Regions from separate parts of the Mus musculus genome. Here region 2 is linked to region 1. A link is a contact called in public promoter capture Hi-C data. All regions are on one chromosome and are shown on one strand. The core of a region is the stretch at or near the end of the contact, and the rest is flanking DNA. Distances in the headings are between cores, read along the strand shown. Region 1 has its middle 20 kb from the start of Hif1an. Region 2 holds the start of Sema4g (sema domain, immunoglobulin domain (Ig), transmembrane domain (TM) and short cytoplasmic domain, (semaphorin) 4G).

Evidence for each region. Promoter capture Hi-C pulls out the DNA fragments that hold promoters and counts their contacts.
Region 2: a promoter capture Hi-C map of neural stem cells shows a contact between it and region 1. The contact joins the promoter of Sema4g here to the enhancer-like site in region 1. A contact is called at or near these places in 2 of 39 promoter capture datasets (embryonic stem cells and neural stem cells), 1 of 15 datasets of contacts at CTCF or cohesin (embryonic stem cells), 1 of 484 Hi-C or Micro-C datasets (myocytes), 5 of 115 datasets of contacts at active chromatin or transcription factors (SST interneurons, embryonic hindbrain, embryonic midbrain and 2 more) and 1 of 9 other capture datasets (embryonic stem cells).

The regions. Positions count from the first base shown.
Region 1 is chr19:44,579,118-44,585,618 of GRCm38.p6, forward strand. No RefSeq gene overlaps it. Among named protein-coding and RNA genes, the nearest start is that of Hif1an, 20 kb to the left of the region's middle. Within about 2 kb of position 3,729, at least 23 of the 459 cell types and tissues checked have an H3K27ac peak or open chromatin away from gene starts, as enhancers often do. A contact at or near this core is called in neural stem cells, where this site is marked.
Region 2 is chr19:44,986,381-44,992,881 of GRCm38.p6, forward strand. It overlaps Sema4g (sema domain, immunoglobulin domain (Ig), transmembrane domain (TM) and short cytoplasmic domain, (semaphorin) 4G), which reads left to right and starts at 2,964. Exons shown (of 15, transcript NM_011976.1): 1 at 2,964-2,977; 2 at 5,758-6,258; 3 at 6,354-6,501. The coding sequence starts at 6,135.

The DNA.
Region 1 (6,501 bases), core at 2,479-4,978:
TTAACAGGTACCCTCGGATGGCTACTAGAAATGAGCGAAGTGAGATTGTAATGTGAACTCGGTGTCTGGTGCCCACTAAGTGCCCAGTATATGTTAGCTTTCTTTGCTCCTTTGGAGACAGGTTGTTTGTCCAGCAGAGGAGAAAAGACTGGGTTGTCTGTGTTTCAGCTTGATCATTGTCAAAATTTTCTTTCCCTTTTGGGGAGATCTATGGTCCCAAGGGAGTATGAATAGAGTTACGGGAGGGAGGGGAGTGTAGAACTCTGCAGTATTGAACATGGGGTGGGGTGGATACAGCAGACAGAGAGAAGAGAGAGGGTACCACTGTGTGCTATAAGGAAAAGCCAGGCAAAGACATAACTCTCCTATGAGTGAGGAGACAAGCGCTCTCAGCATAGAAACTGTGACCTCAGGTCAAGGCTGTGAGAGATCCTACAGCCAGCCAGGCTTCCTCTGAAAACCTCCAGGAGCTGTGGCCCATCAAGAAAGGAAACAATAGAAAGCAGACATTATTAAAGTGGGAAGATGTTTTAATTATTTTTAGAGCCAAAAAATTGCACCACATAGTCAAGATGTACAACAAATCACCTAAGGTGGGTTCTAGACTTGAGCAAGTACAGGTGGGTGCAGAAGAGCAGCAGCCCAGCACGTGGACCGACAGCAGCTCTGATTTGTGCTGGGACCCGTGTGACGGTGCTTTATGAATCCACAAGGCGACATTTCTAGGTTCCTTAGCAGTCCTGTTGGTGCCTAACCAAGGTTTCTGGCCATCTTGCAATTTCGGGCATCTGAAACAGTATCCCAAATACATGGGGTGATTTCATTGTGTTCTTGCTAGACAAGGTCTAGCTGGGGGTGGGGGGAGGCCTCAGAAAAAAGGGTAAGCATGTTTAACTGCATCAAACTCATGTACTACTGTTTGCTTCAAATAATCTGTAGGTTTGGGGATTTTGTTTTGGTTTTGATTTGTGTTTTTCCTTGAGATGCTCTCCTATGTAACCCTGTCATACTTGGAACTCCGTCCTGCTGCCTCAGCCTTTAAGAGCTAGCTTTGGTGTGTGTATTTGCACATGCTCACTTATTTAAGCCCTTGACATACAGAAGAGAGTTAGGATACAAGGTTTGCTATGTGATGCCAACATTTTAAAAGTTAAATTGATTTTTTTTTTTAAAGTCGAAGTCTCATTTCTTTCTGAGTAGTTTGGAGACATTTAAAATGACTAAGATTCGCCTTAAATCCTTACAAAAGTTAGTTTGGGTCAGATGAAAGAAGTACTTAAGAAATCAAAGATGGTTGTGTTGGCATGTGCCACCTGTAATCCTGGCATCTGGGAGGCTTTGCTGAAAGCTATGACAAGACCTGTCTCAAACAACACAGAAAGTCAATACATCAAATAATATTTTCCATTTGCATACTTAAGGGGTTTAAATGTAATCAGGATATCCGGTTTTATAAACAAATTAATTCAGAGACTTGTAAACTAAATTTAGTTCTTACAGGAAGAACAAGAGCTTGACTCAGCCTCCGAGTAGTTGTTTCTATGAGCAGAAAAGTCATCCCCATGGCCCGAGAGCTCTCAGGAATGGATTCCAGCTGTGTCAGTCTACCTCCCAAGGACACACCCCTGGCAACCAAGAGTGGGTACCACTGTTAGTCAGAGCACAGGGCAGCCAAGAGGGGGGCACCACTGTGAGTCAAAGCACAGGTATTGGCCAATAACTGCTTTAAAGGTCTTCAGAATTGATACCATTTAAGTTAGGAATCCCCATTTAAAGAGGTCTAAAATCAGCCAATCTAACGACATCATGTTCCCTACATGACCAATTTGTGTTCATACCAAGTGCTCAGTTTCCATTTTTTATTATTGGACCTTACCCCCTGGTTTGTTTCCTGTGACATGTGTGACTCGTGTCTATCGTTTCCATAGACACGAGTGAATGGGTGACCCCTGAATTTAAGCTCTCTGAGGTTCCTAATGGCTGATACTGTCTAGCCAGGAAGAGCACAAGCCTTGCACACCTCTCTGCTCTCATTATCTCCAACTAGGCTGATGTTCCAACTCCTCTGGGCTGCGGCTCCCAACCTGTGTAGGAAATGTGAGAGAATCCCTTGCTTACGCTAGTGCTGCTCCAGTCTACGACCAGACAGTTCAGTGGACTTCTGGCCACCTGCCTAGTCTGATTGATGTAGCCTGACTGCTCTGAGAGCTAATAGGCTCTCCTGGTCTACCTGGGTGTCCTGGGCTTCTGAATCCTCTTCCTCGATCGATGTCATCACAGCCCACTGCATTACCTAGTTTAGAAGGCAGACGACTGCAGCTTAGGAGACAGGAAGTGGTTTTGGAAGTGTTTGCTAGACTCCAGTGACCCTTTAAGGGGCAGCTGGTTGAGGGCTTTTCAGTTTGTAGTCGAGGGAGGCCACTGCACAACTGAAAGTAGATCTGCAGAGGTGCAGAGTGGTAGTATGAAATATCAGATGTAGAGACCCTGAAGCCCAGCAGGATATAAAACAGCAGAGATACTCTCAGGAGACCCTGACACTCAGTCAGGAAGGAGGGGGCACCATGGGAAGCCTACAGTCCCCTGAGGTGATGACCGGACACATGCTTTGGGGTGCATAACGAGGGCAGGTGTGATCCCAGGGCAAGAGAAATTTCCAAAGCAACTGACGGGTTCCTCATCATGTCTGTAGATGTGGCAGATACAACTGAACCAAATGGCCATGAGGTTTTAGTGAAGAGCTAGATGCGGTGAAGTTGATTAATGGGTCCACATCAGGCTGAATGGGAAGGAAGTCTCCAGAAGGATACCTTAGAGCTCAGTCTAGGCCTGCGTCCTGTCTGACATGTTTATTGACAGCTGACCGAGGCAGCAGGCTCATCAGATTTGCAGGTGTCGGAGCTAGGAGGTGGGAGGGGCAGCTAAGACTTTGCATGAAAGAGTCAGGATTCAAAAACGATTTCAACAGGCTGGAACACTGGGCTGGAACCAACAAGATTAAATTTAACAGGGATAAATGTAGAGTCCTGCACTTAGGTTAAAACAAAATCAATGGCATAAGTACTGGATGGGGGGCGGGGTGGACCCAGCTTGACAGCGGTTCGCGGAGAAAAGACCTGGGGGGGTTTAGTTGACTGAAAGCTCAATATGAGTCAACGGTGTGATGTGATTACTAAAACCCTAATATAGCCATGTGTAGTATTAACCAACACAACAGCGGGACATCCCTTCCTCCGGGCCGCTGCTGTGTGTCGCTGTGTGCTGGGATGGTCGAGCCACCTCTGGAATACAAGGTTCAATTTTATGATCATTGTTCTGTTTTCTAAGGGTGGGTACAAGTGAAGAAATTCAGTTGATAGGCCACCTGCAGGGCCTGGGCATAGATACTGTCAGAAGCTTGCCAGGGGCTCTGGGGTGCTGGGATTTTTGGAATGGACAGGAGTCTACTCTGATGCCCACAAAGGTGCTGTTAACTGAAGCACTTTGCTGAGATGTGGAAGAGAGGATGTAATTCTGCATTCCCTTACTTCCAATGGGTGGACACGTCACCTTCCCAAAGTCAGGATGAGGAACAGAAGGGAGTCTAGGAGGCAGTGAGGTGGGAGGGGGTCTGTATATCCAGACCTCAAGCACCCTGTTTCCAGTGTGCTCCCTTGGGGCGAGTGGCCCCTGCTGTGGCCACAGCGTGGCGCACTTGCTCCATGCAGGGATCCAGAGCCACTTTGGGTGTTGGAATGGGCAGCACTGTGCTACCCACACTGCCCACTTGGGGGAGCCTGAGAGCCCGCTCTGCACAGGCCAGCTAGGCCTGAGATTTCCTGTGTGACAAAAAGACAAAAGTCTGGAGATGACTCCACAGCCTTACCCCTCCCTGTGGTACCTGCTGGGGCCAAGCTTCCCAATATGAGCTACATTTTCACATGGCCCACCATGCCAGGGGCCACTCTTCTCACAGGAGAGTGTAGAGATCAGGAGCCCCACAGCTGTGGGGTCACGGAAGGCCCCAAATGTCAGTGACAGGTCATGTGACTGGCACTAACTCACCTCAGCTCTGATAGGTCTCAGAGCCTTTAATAGTGGTTGTTCAATAACATGCCACGAAGTTCACAGTCTTACAAGTGAAGAGTCATCGCCTAGGGCAAGGCCTGCAGGAACAGGGTCTCCAGAAACTCGGATTTCTAGTTACATCTGAAGAATCGCTTCGAAGTTCTGGCTAGAACCTAGGAGTCTGAATCCTAGCCAGTTTCCCAGTTGATTCTAATGTGCTCTGACTACATTACCCGAGAGCCCAGCTGGGCACAATGAGGCACTCATGGGTCTGGGCTAGCAAAGAGAACACAAACTTGCTTTCCAGGTAAGCAGGTGAGTCTAAGCATGGGGACAATCTCCCAAAGTTTGAGCCCTGGCAGATGGAAGAGCCACAGAGGAACTTGGATGTAGGCACCCAGAGAGGGGCCACTTGATAGCTGGGCAATGGTACTAGTGTCTGTTGAGTGTAATGAGTTGATGAAAGAAAAGCGGTCAGAATGCATTAGATGAGGAACAGGAAGCAGAACCAGAAGGAAGCGAGGAGTACACTGAAGGACTGAAGAGGAAGGTTTGCCACATCCCGACCGTGCCAGAAGGGCCGGAAAAGGAGATGGCCATGTTCACCAAAGCCCCTGGGGGCAGCCATTCTATGGTTTGTGCGGAGGCATTGAGCCACAAGTACTGACTATTCAGTGTTCTGGATTAAGAGGGGATAAGGATGCTCCTTAAGAGTATCTTGGAGAACTTACCTGGTCACCCTGGGCGTGGAGTGAAGCTGAAGTGTGTGTTCTGGAAGGCTGGCTCACATGAGGAAATTCCAGAAACCTCTTCCGGCTTTGTTGATGGACTCCAGGCAAGGGGAGCCGGTCCCATCTCCTTTGCCCACTGTCAACCAATTTACTCTCCCGAGTTTCTTGTAGGGCTCAGCTCCCAGAAAGGTGAGCACTCCTTCAGCAGTTGCTGAACACGTGGCCATCTGCTGACTGGTGATACCTTCAAGAAACTCTGCAGACTCTCGAAGGGTAACATCCCGGAAAGATGCCTTGATTTTCCAATCATTGATCAACGGGGCTTGCATACGGAGGGAGCTTGCATCCCCTCTAATGATGGATGTCACTCCAGCTGAACCTTAGGAGTGAGTGCCCATACAAATACACAGCCTTGTATACCTGGGAGGATTGCACGCAGCCTGACGTGGGAGATGAGACACATTCTCCACAGAAAGAGGAGGCATGATAGTCGAGTAGAGAAGTTCTGAGAGTCAGTTGGCAAAAGTGTGAGGCAAGCAACACGCCCTACAAAAGAAGGCTGCAGCTGTCAGACCCTCAGCAGCTAAGAGCACTCTCGGCTTTTCCAGGAGAGCTGAGTTTAGTCTCCACACCCACATCAGGTGGTTCACAACCACCTCTGATACCATTTTCTGTATCACTCTCACCCACACACTCACATAAGTAAATCTTGTGGGGTGGAGGGGACGCCTAGGCGGAGGGCAGCTAGAGCTACGCTTACAATGGGTAGGGTTTATTGGAGGAGGTGTTCTGTGTGTGAGCTAACTAACGAAGAGGAAAGAAACACAACAGTATGATGTTCTACGAGAGCAAAATGACAGAAGCGAGGATGAACCTGAGGCCAGGGAGGAGAGCAGTTTGATGGGAGGGGAATCAGAGACCACTGTTGAGGTGGAGTGAGGGAGAAGGGCCCAGAGGGCTGGCACAGACGCTGTATGGCTGGTACCAGAGGAAACTGAGGCCGAATAGGAATGGAGAACACTAGACAGGTGAAAGCACCCAAGAGAGAGATAGTTTAAACACACATACACACACACACACACACACACACACACACACACACACGTGAAAATACCTGAGAATCATTTGCCAAGTAAGTGGGGGTGGAACCATGAGAGTGGAGGACCTTCATGGCCTGGTCTATGGCTCAGTATAGAGCACTTGTCCTGCACACCCAAGGCCCTAGGTTCAATTCCAACCACTACTTAAAAAGAGTAGAGGTCACTGAGACAGAGGGAAGGGAGCAGGAGGTCTGTACACCAAGACTGACTCTGAGAGTTCATTTATTGAGACTCGGGGTCTCACTGTGTAGACCAGACTAGTCTAGAACTCCTAGAGATCTGCCTGCATCTGTCTCCCAACTGCTGAGATTAAAGGTGTGCCTAACCACCACGCTCAGTCCAAGGTCAACTATGAGGGGCCGTTTGGGTGAGCAAAGGACACTGGAATTGGTGACTGAGAAGTCAGCTAGATGGAAGGCAACTGAGAGAGAAGGTGGAGAGAGAGGAGAGACGGTCGCAGGCTACCCTTCCAGAGGTACAGAGGACGGGAGGCAGGTTGGTATTTTGAGAAGGATTAGACAGAAGGAGGGGAAAAAGGTCTGTACTCAGAGGATCTGAATGCTAGAAAGGGGATGGAGGAAACAGGGTGGGGCTGGAAGACATGGAGTTATTAGGTTCAGGTT
Region 2 (6,501 bases), core at 1,714-4,213, 410 kb after region 1:
CTCCACAGCTGAGATCAGGCGTGTCCCACCAAACTTGTTTAAATTAGTGCTAGCTTATTGGTTTTGGCTTCAAGTCTTATCTCTTTGACAGAAAGGAATTTTCCTTTTATCAGCTTGTGGCACAGAGTAAGAGTTGTCAGTTAAGGGAGTTTCCTATAGAAAGGTGGGATGCTGAGCTCACGTAGGAAGAGAAGAGAAAGGAATGGATTGTGTACTGAGTCTGTCTTACCAGCAGTACTGATGGAAACGCCCATGGCAGTTTCACAAGTGCCATCGTAGAACTTGGCTTCGAAATCACACATTTGAATTATTATAAAGGAAACCCAGTGCTGTGTTTCGCATGCCTTGGACTCGGGTAGAGAAAGGATGAAGAAAGGATATGCACACTCATAGGGAAGAGCTGGGACAGGGTGGGCCGTGCTCACTGTGATGGAGCAGCACTCAGACACCAGCAACTGGATCCTCGGTGGGGTGTATCATGGACAGCACAGAGGGGAGTGAGCTCATCTCTGTAGGCTGTCTCTACTGGGGAGCAAACTCAGATCACAGTCATGCAGGAGGAGGGAGCTGAAGTTGCTAGATTTTGCACACACTGGTCAATTAGTCTTCATGGCACACACTATTGTACTTGCACAAGCTCCCAACATCTGCACGGGACCAACAGAAGGATCAGGCCACCCAAAGACATCTGAGGTATTGGGGTCCCTCCACATTCACTCAAGACTTGGTCTGTACTTTACACGTTCACTGGAGGCTTCCTCTGCTCCCTCTAGCTCAGTGAGCTGCAGAACCTGCCACACTGGCCTACTTGCTTCCTCCTGAGGGAAGTGCAATCAGCACAGCAAGTGCTGACTTGGCAAGCCCGGCTTTGTAGCCTAGTGGTCCCTGCAGTTTCTCCACAATGCCAGGTACCAGGTCTGGCCGTCTTTAGCCCTCTTCCTTCCAATTCACTTTCTCACAAAGCCTACAGGTGTCCTTCAGCCACGATTCAACCTATACGGAAGCTCTCAGCTTTTCTGATGTTTTTCCAAGCCATTAGCTAACTTCTCTCCCCTCTGTCTTCCACTAAAAACTCCCCTTTCTTGCCAGATCAAACCCACCAACCTTTTGTATGTCCCTTCTCCTTCCATCAGACGAGCCTGTCTATTCTAGTCCTCTTCCCCAGACTTGCCTGGCCCACCCTTCTTAGACTTCTCCAATCCTGTCCTCCATAAACAGAGTTCAAAACAAGTTACAATCTGCTTAGAACCTGTTTCCCCAGCTATAAAATGAAACTACTACTTCCTCAGCATGGGGTGGGGGCACAGAAAAAGAAGTGGACCAGAGCAACGTGTGTATAGAGTGTGTGCTTGGCTTGGGCAGGTGAGATGGTCTGGCAGACAAGGTGTCTGTCACCAACCCTGACAACCTCTGAGTTTGATACCTAGGCCCCACATGGTGGAAAAAGAGCAGACTCCCTGCAATTTATCCTCTAGGATATCACACATGGGGTGGGGGGTCCCACATGCATGCATGCGCTTTCATACACAATGAATATAATAAACGTTTAAAGTGTGTGTGCACTTTTTAATGAAAACATTTCTCCCAGTCTCCCCCGCTGCACCACACACTATCCTGTTTGCAGAGTGCCAGGAGATATTCTAACAGGGGGGTGGAAGTGTGATCTGGGCCCTTCTGTCTAGCAGTCTGCAGCCACACACACAGTCCAAATTCTGAGATTGTATGAGATTGAGTGCCAAACTGTATGAGCTCTGGGGAATCTTGAAAGAGGAAAGTTTCTTCCCAGGCTCTCATCAGTTTCATACGCCACTAGAAGACGACTTAAATTCCTAGGCACATGCAAGAGTCTGCTTTTTAGACTCGTATTTTGGTCCTCTTTGCCCATCATTATCGTCACGGATTTTTTTTTTTTCTTTTTGAAAGGTGGAGAGGTCAAGGCCAGAGGTCAGGATTCACTAGGATTTAAAGCCGAGTTCATTGTTGCTTTTGTTTTTGCTTTTCTGTGATGCTGGAGATGAAACCAGAGTGTCCTACATGCTAGGCAAACACTGTGCCCTTGAGCCCCAACCCCAGCCCTCGATTCGCTCTAAATAGCACTTGGAAAGGAGAGCCGGAGTTTTCAGAGAAGACCATCGTAAAGGAGTTAGGGAAGAAGGCTGAACCTGGCAAGCACAGAATTTTTGGATACCTGGGAACACTGAAAGTTTGGAGGTAAAATGACGATGGAAAATGATAAACGCAATCCCTTGAGGTGAGCCCGGGTTTGGACTGAGATTTGTTGAGTGATCCATACGTAGTGGCATGGCTTTCTTGTGCATAAAGAGCATTCTCTGTATGCTGTCTTTTCATCCCTTCAGGGCCCCATCTCACCTACTCTGACCTCAAACTGAATAGCCTGGAGGGAGCAGGGAGTGAGGAATCACACCTTGAACTGGGAACCAAGAGCTACGCAGAAATCTGATACTGTCGTCCCCATCAGCACACCCGCTCCATAGACCAAAGGCAGGAGGGCATGGCAAACATGTTTTGCAAGAAGTGAGATACAGGTTAGAGAGCAGAGTACAAGACTCCGGGACCCGGGGGTTACGCGTCCCTGCAGTAGGTAAATGGGAGGGGTCTTAGGACCAAAGCAGATCCGTAGGACCAGCCTGTTTTAGGGCGCACGCGGTGGTAGCCCCCCCCCCACCAGGGGGCGGGCGATACTCAGACTGACTGAGCCTGGAAGAAAGGGGACGCCAGGAGCCGTGGGCCTCGAGCATCTCCCACAAATCGGGTCTATTGTGCGTGGTGGGGGTCGCAAAGGAGGGCGGGCACCCTTCCCCGCCCCCGCCTCTGGCCCGCCTCCGGCCCCCGCCCCACCCCCGGCTCCGCCTCCACCCCGCCTCGCTCCGGCCGCAGCCCCTTCCTCCTGCAGCTGGTGCTGTGGGGCCGCGAGCCGCACGTCGCTGTCTCTATGGACCCGGATCCCAGCGCAAAGGTGAGGGAGGCGGGGAGTGCGGGCGGTGGCGGTGCGGGGGGCTGCGGCCGGGCAAAGCCTTGTCCGCATCCATTCCACCCTCCAAGCTAAGCCAGGCCTTTTTCACCGCCGAGACCCCCAATCCCGCATAAAAGGGTTTAGAGGGGCGCGGGCCAGGCCTCGGGTCGCGCAGGGCGCAGACCGGCCTTCTCGGAGTCGGGGGCGCCCAGCGTGCCCGGGACCCGCGTGGAGAACAGTGTTCCCCAGGATCTGGGTCATGTCTCCTGGCGTCCGGCGGGATCGAAGGAGAGCTTGTCCTCGAGCCGCAGCAGTAGATACTGAGGTTAGATCTGTTCAAAGGAGAAAACCTCGAACTGTCCAGGATGGTGGAGGGTGGGGAAGACAAGGGAGAGGCACCCTCAAATCTGAAGAGATCTCCATCTTAGTGGACAGAGGCAAATACCGCTAACCCCAGGCAGACGGACATCAGGGATGAAGGTTGAAAGCCTATTGATCCTGTGGGAGGGGTCCTCCCCTCCCCAGTTTTCTCCACCCTAGGATCTAACAGAAGATGATCAGAGTTCAGCGGGCAAACCCTGGGAAGGAACCCAAACTTGGAGTGAAGTCTGGGGTGTGAACTGGAGACCTTGAACCCGCTTAGTACTGGGGGGAGGGGTGGCATGCTCCACCCCCTGGCCATTAACTCGGCCCTCCCAACAGGTTAAATGGAGCTGGACGCTTTAGCCCAGTTCTCCAGATCTAGAAATGCAATCTGGGGGAGATGGGGAGGGGGGCGTGTGGAGCGGGGCAGGAAGAGGGCTGCTAAGATAGCATTTCACCTTCCATTTGCTAAACTCGAGGATCTCCTCTCCTCCTCCTCCTCCACCTCCCTGGGTTAGCCATTCTCCATTACAGGCATTCACTCCAGGTCAGAAGACACACACACACCACACACACACACACACACACACACCCCTTGGGGTGGCAGAGGGAGAGAGAGAGAGAGAGAGAGAGAGAGAGCAGGACTTTCAGGAAAGGAGACAGGATTCAGCCGTGCATCTGACCCCAGCAGACACTGTCAGCCACCAAGCCTGCAGCCCAAGTCAGACCCCTTTATGCATGTCATGAGTACTTACTTGTCTCTGCCCGAATGTAACTGTGTTTGAGGACTCAGAATACATGTGTGCACTATGCCTGGCCCAATAGCAACAATTCTGTGTGAATGCCCCCTTTACAAATGTGTGTGAACAAGACCGTCCTATTGAATATCTAGCCCTGCTTGTTCACCTCTGAGGATATATGATCCACTGGATGGATGACAGGTAAACAACCTTATGTGGCCTTGGCCCTTTGTGCGCTCTCTCTCTGTCTCTGACTCTGTCTCTGTCTCTTTCTCTCTGTATATGTGTGTGTGCATGCACATGACTCCTATAAATGCCTGTGTTCTTGGCCCTACACTGTGTACAAGTGTGTCACCGTCTTTGAGACCCACGAATGCCCCTTACTCCGCACTGAGCGGTTCCTCTGACCTAGGATGTCTTCCTCCTGTCTCCGCCTGGACACACTTCCCTAGTGGGAGGACTCACCCTTCAGTGCTGAGGAAACAGGAGGCCCCCCAGTGTAAACAGGTGTGCTTTCACATGGAGGGTACGGCTTGGGCAGCCTGAAACCTCCAGCTGCCCTAGCCCTCAAAACAAGAACTTGATGCCCTTTCTGTGGCTCAGAGACCCTCTCGCTCTCCCTCGTGTGACAGTGCTAACCTTTACCTCTTGAACAAACCCTCCAAATTCTTGCTATTCCTCTGACTAGCTCCAGGTCCCTCCCCTCTCTTTACAGCCGGATGGTTAATATTTGACCCAGAAGGAAAAGGAGAGGCCAGTGACACCCTCTGACCCTGCCTATGGCTGTCTGATGACATTGGGTAGATCAGGCAGCCTCCACATCTGGCCCAGCCAAGGAAATCTCCGGAAGTTCCCTGGCCTATCAATGGCCTCCACCTCAGGCGCGGTTCTAGTCTTTAAGGTGTGTCACGAAAGGTGGCTGCAAGTGTCAGGATCCCGTAGGTCACTGTCTCCATATTGTTTAAGTCTTAACTGGTCTTTCACACCGCAGTCTCCTGCACAGCAGAAATTACACTTGTGCAGCTCAGGGACCCAACTCCCTGCACCTCCCCACCCCCCCAGCCCCTCAAGCCTTTGCTCCCTGCCAGGAGGTAGGTCTAGCAGGCGGGGACTCGTGTAGATACCCAGCCAGAGGGTGCAGTATGGACTCGCACGGGCAAGGCAGAGATGTGTACCCCTTAGAGAAAAATGCCAGAGAGAAGTGTCTAATTAAAGAGAAATTCCAGAGGGAGCTCTTAGGCCGAGGGAAAGAAAAAACAAAGGGGAAACAGAACAAAATCAACAAAGACCCATTAACTGACTGCCCAGGCCTTCCCGCAGAAGGCACCCCCGCAGCAGGCAGCATTGTTGGAGGATCGGGCCTCTCCAGCAACATGGGCCCAAGCAGTCTCCTGACTGGAAGAGAGCTGTTACCATGGCATAGGTTAACAGTAGTCTAGGGTCTTATGAAGACAGCGAGTTTGCCACAGCCTCTGCCCCGAGCAGAGCTGGGCAGGATGCCGTGAGTCTTTCCTGGTGTGGGAGTTCTGTGGATGTCCGGCCTCTGGCTTTCAGGGCCGCCTGAAGTGTGGGTGGTATCGTCCCTCTTAATTCACACACAAATCAAAGGTTTTCCATTTTGGAGGGATTATATATTTATTTATTGTTTTGGTGGTTTTTTTTTTTTTTTTCCTCCTTCAGAGAACAGACAGAGACCTGGAACTTGCCCTGAGACTGGGGGCAAGGTGACCCCTTCAGAACCCTACAGTCCTCCTGGGACCCTACACTGCTCACTCTCCATGGAATTTGCATTTGATACAGAAAGGCACGTGGTGACCCGCCCTTCCCTCTGACTTCTTACCTGTGATTCCATGGCCACACAACCCTGTGGCTCCATGTCCCCCCCATTCCATGATCCTCCATGGCCCCATGACTACTTGACCCCCATGACCTCATGACCCCTGACCCCCATGAGATCACACCCTGGACTTTGAACCCAGTGACTGCTCTTCCCCTCCCCTCCTGTGACTCTCCTGGGCTGCCCTCGGGGTCTTGTTGGTCTGAACTTCCGCAGGAAGATGTGGGGGAGGCTCTGGCCCCTCCTCTTCAGCTTTCTCACAGTAACAGCAGTGCCTGGACCCTCACTGCGGAGACCATCCCGAGAGCTAGATGCCACCCCACGGCTGACCATCTCCTATGAAGGTTAGGACCCCTCCCCCAACCTTGAAACACTATGGCTGCCAGAGCTGGGGACAGGAAGTAGTCCCCAGGTGGCTCACTGCCCCTCTCGTTTCTAGAGCTCTCCCAGATTCGGCACTTCAAGGGCCAAACCCAGAACTATTCAACACTGCTGCTGGAGGAGGCTTCTGAGAGGCTGCTGGTGGGGGCTCGAGGCGCCCTGTTCTCTCTCAGTGCCCGTGACATAAGAGATAGGACTCACAAAGA